Linked DNA regions of Triticum aestivum: region 2 is linked to region 1. The links are chromatin contacts, called in public Hi-C maps. All regions are on one chromosome and are shown on one strand. The core of a region is the stretch at or near the end of the contact, and the rest is flanking DNA. Distances in the headings are between cores, read along the strand shown. Region 1 holds the start of LOC123045297 (splicing factor-like protein 1). Region 2 has its middle 5.5 kb from the start of LOC123045301.

What was found. A called contact is a pair of places that touch in the nucleus more often than the background predicts.
Region 2: a contact with region 1 is called in a Hi-C map of leaf, with 5 times the contacts expected there. The contact joins the enhancer-like site here to the promoter of LOC123045297 in region 1. A contact is called at or near these places in 3 of 5 Hi-C or Micro-C datasets (all in leaf).

The regions. Positions count from the first base shown.
Region 1 is chr2B:429,691,718-429,694,416 of IWGSC CS RefSeq v2.1, reverse strand. LOC123045297 (splicing factor-like protein 1) reads right to left here and starts at 1,307. Exons shown (of 2, transcript XM_044468300.1): 1 at 1-1,307. The coding sequence starts at 1,203.
Region 2 is chr2B:430,305,844-430,308,542 of IWGSC CS RefSeq v2.1, reverse strand. No RefSeq gene overlaps it. Among protein-coding and RNA genes, the nearest start is that of LOC123045301, 5.5 kb to the left of the region's middle. Within about 2 kb of position 1,367, at least 1 of the 8 cell types and tissues checked has an H3K27ac peak or open chromatin away from gene starts, as enhancers often do. A contact at or near this core is called in leaf, where this site is marked.

The DNA of each region.
Region 1 (2,699 bases), core at 58-2,557:
ACCACCGCCGGCGCCGCTGCCGCCACCACCTGTTATAGCCAGCATCGGACCACCAGACTTGTTCATGGACTCAGGTGCACTCCCACCAAGCTCAGCAAGGAAGTTCTGGTACTCGTCGTCCATTTTCTTGCCAGATGTGCCCTTCACTGGACAATCAATTGTAGGGTGGCCACCATCGCCACAGATCTTACACTGCACCTCGCTCTTAAACGTTGTTGTCCTGTTCGGGCATGCATACTGCCGGTGACCCGGCTCCCCGCAAGTCCTACAAAACTCATCGTCCCTGATTGTTCCATTCAGGGCTGCAAGCTCCCGCAGCTGCTGCCGTTTGTGCTCATTTAGCACTTCGTCAACAGGGGTAAGCAGCTTCTCCACCATGCCTGCAGCAGCCTCCAACGCTTCTTGGGTATCAGCCTCAACAAGCACATGAAGATCCTCATTCTCACTGGGATCTGGCTTCAAGTCCCTCTTCTGCAACAACTTCCCTTCCTTGACGCTGCCCTTCCCTCGGATTACGATCTTGGCCCCCGTCTCCTTCTCCATCCGCTTCTGTGTGTTGCCACGGGGCCCAATAATGAGCCCAATAAAGTTGTACCCAGGGTACTCCTTCATGGGGATGTAGAGCTTCTTATGGAGCTTGGGTGGGCGGTAATCAGCCGGGGGCTTGAAGGCGGGATTGCGGCGGATCAGCTGGGAGATGATCTCCTGCCGCTCGCGGTTAAGGCGCTCCCTCGCCCGGTATTCGCGGGTGTTGATGCGGATGCCCAGGTTATCGTATATTGGCTCAGGGGACGGCGAGCGGGCGCCCTCAGGGCGGTCGTCGAGGGGGAGCCCCGACTGCAGCAGGCGCGAAATCTCCAGGAGGCGCGAGTTGAGGTTGTGCACCTCGGGATCCATCTCGGCGGCGAAGTCCTTCATGAAATCCGGAAGTGCGATGGTCGGGCGGGGCTCCTCCTCGGCCCAGCGCGACTTCCGCTTCCGTCCTCCCGCGCCGCCCTCGCCGCCTGAATTGGCACCGGATTCGTCGTTGGACTGCTCCCATCGGCTGCGGCGGCGGCGGCGGGAGGACGAGTCGCCGTCGCCAGCGGCGTTGGCCGAGCCGTTGTGGTGGGGCTCGGAGGAGGCGTCGCGCGAGGCATCGCGGGGCGGGTCGGACGAGGGCTCGCGAGATGGGGAGCGGGCTAGGGTTTCGGCAGAAGCCATGGCTGCGGCGTCTTGTGGGAGGAGGAAAGCTGTGGGGAATTTGCTTCTCGCGATTTCGGTTTTATGACTCGTGGGAGATTTGTCCCGTGGAAATACGATTTCGGGGAAAGGCGGTTTATGTTCGATTGGGTTTCTCTGGACCACGTGCTGGGCCGAAACAGGAAAAAGGAGTCGGGCTCTCTTTTATGTGGGCAAGTCATGGGCCAGATACATAATAGGTCTAGGAAAGCCTCGCGTCATGGAGCGATCAATGGGCCGGCCCAGGCGGCCGGGAGGACAGGACCTCGTTTCTTTCTTTTTTTACGTTTTTAAATTTCATTTTTACTCTCGTTTATACTTCCAAATATTGTAAAAATATATTACTAAAAAATTACATTAAAAAAATATTAGCCAAGCATACGAAAATTGTTAAATGTGTATAAAGAAAATGTTTCTCGTGGGAGATTTTTTGAATAGAAATTGTGTGAAAAAAGTTGATCATGTATTTAAAAAATGGTAATAAAGCATTTAAAAAATGTTAATCAAGTATTTGAAAATTTTAAATGGGTATAGCAAAAATAATGACCATGTATTCAAAAATATTTAAAAAGTATTTCATAAATGTTAATCAAACATTAAAAATATATTAAATGTATATTTAAATAAATTAATCTTATAATATATTTTAAAAATGTTAAACTTGTTTTTGAAAAATATTAGTCAAGCATTTGAACAATATTAAATGTATATAGAAAAAATGTGGATCGTGTATTAAAAAATACTAATGTTTCATCTGAAAAAATGTTAATCAAGCATTTGAAAATATTTAAAATGCATACAGAATTTTTTTGACCATGTATTCAAAAAATATTTAATCTTGCATTTAGAAAATATTAATCAAGCATTAGAAAATATTAAAAATGCGTATAGAAAAAGTGTTGACCCTATATTAAAAAATGTTAATCTTGTATTTGAAAAATGATAATCATGTATTAGAAACATGTTCTTGACGTATACGAAAAATATAGAATGAAAACCTAAAGAAACAAAGAAAGTCGGAAAAATAATGAAATCCAAAAAAGAAATCAAAGAAAAAAGAATATTAAAAAAACCAAAGAAACAACTGCAGAGAAAGAAACAAAGGGGAACAAAGAAAACCATGAAAACAAGAAAGAAATAAACAAACCCGAAGAGAAACAAAAGGGAAAAAGAAAAGAAAAAAGTGAAACAAAAGAAACAATAGCAAGCGAAAAAATAGTGAGCCAATGAAGCAAAAGACACAGGAAACGGTCGACCCAGTTGCTTCGTGAGGAGCTTTTCCGTTCAGCCGAGAGCAGCTTCCGTCTCGCGTGAAGCGAGATATAGCTCTCGTGTTGGAGAAGTGTTGGCCCTTCTATTTTGACGGAATTTCCTATAGACGCGGTATGAGCCGGCCCATTTCAATAAACTAGTAAGCTTGCCCGTGCAATGGACATGTAGAATATTGACCACGTGAGATTCACGGGAATAAAAAAATG
Region 2 (2,699 bases), core at 118-2,617, 610 kb before region 1:
GCACTGCGTCCGGAGCGGACTGCCCAATGCGATATATGACGAGCCATATTTGACAGATGCTGCCTACTACCCATGGACAGTTCTAGCTAGGTTGAGAGATACACGAAAAGCCTGAGACAGTGTAAGGTCAGCGACTCCCGATCCTTTTGTATGGCATGAGTAGCTCAGCCTGAACCCCTCAAACATTGACAACACATCACCGTGCACACGAACCCATACAGAAATTTTGATGTGCATGTGCCCAAAGCGGTGCCTTTGAAGCAGTGATTTCCCTGAAAGAGGCAAAAGCAAAAGGTGAGGTGAAAGAAAAAGGGAAGGAGGTAAACACTCCAAGATGGAAGTGGGCAAACTCCTTTTTGGCTTAAGAGGTCGATGATGCGGGCATGGTAGCCAATGCTTCTCCTTCTCTTCTGCTAGGGTTGCTGAAGATGGTTGATGTTGCCATCATGCATAGATCATTGCCCTAAAGGAGTTGGTCTTTATTTGCGAGGATCACATAGATGGTTGATGGTGGATGATTAGATAGTACGTAGCATTATCATTTGGATTTGGAGTAAGTATTTTTTGTAGTATTACTAGTGAGTGGAGAGCACAAGGACCAAAAAAAGCTGACCTAAGGTAGAGTTCACATTACATGCATGCATACATGGTGGGCAGCCTCTGCCTCTGCCTCTGCCCTGACATGCTCCATGTCTCCCAGCCTTTTCTCCCGCATAAAGCAAACCCACACACTCCATGTAGCACTTGGATGCACTTGTTGGATCTTGTGCAATCTTTTTATCTTTACACTTGCTAATTTCTCTCTCCTTTTTACCATGACGCAGGCAGCAAAAGCTACTGCATAAAAGTCTGATTTTGCGTGCTACTCTCAGTTATCCTCCATAACTCTGTCCAGCTTGTTGGCCCAGTCCCAGCGCCGATGGACGAACGACGATGAGACAACGCTAAGCTAGCCGAACCAATACACGTACGTGGCATGTTTGATTGACTTGATCTCTATAGTGCTCATGCACATCTTGATCGACTTGATCTATATGGTAATCATGCATACCTTTCTCAACACGCACGCGTAACAGCCAACCGATCTTTGCTTTGATCGATTTCGCCGGGAACACTAAAAAGCCACCACATTTTCAATTCTGGATTTGCTACCCCATTTCTTGGGCGCTTCAAAAATCTATCTATTTTCTTACTAATTCTTTCAATAAATACTAATGACCGATTTAGGGCAAATTAATTCAGTGCTAACATACCCGGCCCCGTTGGTCACATCCACATGACACTATATGACGCATGCACCAGCTGCCATGGGTTGCCGCCGCCGCAGCATGCCGTCAGCGCATACTCTACTATTTTTTGTTGTCAACTTTCCTCCAGCGACAGGCACGAGGCCACCCACCACTTGTGTTGCTCCTGTGGGTTGTTGTCGGCGTTGTGGATACGGGGGTATCCAGACTTGTCTGCCTGCGGCCCGCGGCGTGGCTCCATCGACGGTCTGGTACGACCCAGCTTCGACATCGACAACTCAAGACCCTCGCGAGGGGCCAAGCCTCGCGAGGCGGACGACACCAAGACCTCCAAAGGGATCAGCCTCCTCAGGCTGCCTCCCGAGGAGCGGAGATTTCTATGCAAGGCTCACCTCGTGAGGTTCGAGTGACGTGAGTCATGCCGATCGAGGCCAGACGGGGGCCAGCGGGCGTAGTGTATCAGTTTCCTCTTCGGTGCAAAGGAGACAAGCAGCAGGCACGGAGTCCCGAGGAAGCGGCCAAAGGTTTCCATTCTCGTGTAGCAAGACCAAGACCGCCAGGACGACAGGACGGAGGTCATCACCGAGCCCACCATGGCGTCACGACCAGAGGCTTTTGCAGGCGAAGACCACTTTAGTCAGATAAGATGTACTAGTTGTCTCTCTTCAAATTTGGCCGTTGTGGGATCCCTTCCCGGATTCGTTTGGAAAGAGGACCAAGGCCACTATAAATAGGACCTAGCCACCATGGAGACGAGAGATCAAGTCGACCGCATCCATTCCACCCACACCAGCTTATTTGAGCTCAAGAACACACCTCCTGAGGTTGTTCGCCACTGTACTAGTTTGTCCTCAGCCCCACGAGGCAAATCCACCACAAAGCAGGAGTTTGGGTTTTGCACCACAAGGTGGCCCGAACATGGGTAAACTGATGTGTCCCCTTTCCTTCGAGCTCGACGCGCTAGGCTGTGAGATTGGTGAGTAGGCAGACTGGGGAGGTTGAGTTCTCCGCACGCACCCCAGAGTTCGAACCTCTCAAGGGTTTGTGGAACCCGAAATCCGACATTTGCCGAGACGGCGGCGCCAGGACCCGAGCTGCTCCGGCCGGTGCTGACACTCACCATCTCCTGCTGGTGGAAGGTGGAGACGAGGACATGCAGCCATCCCACCCCTCCCGGTCGCCGCTGCCCCGCATGGCCATGCCCACCCTCCCGTTGCCCCACCCAATCCACGGCGAGGTGGTAACGCATCGACGCACCAGCTAACAGGACAAGGCCACTTCGTCGTCGTCTCGCTGCTCTTCGTGCGGTTGCGTTGGCCACCCCATGATGCTCCGACGGCCTTCCCTATCGTCCGACCACCACCTATGCCTATGCACCTGAGGTGTTTGATGTAATGCCCTCAAAGAGAAGAAGGTCCGAGAGCGATGACCATGCTGACGGGTGGGCCCTCC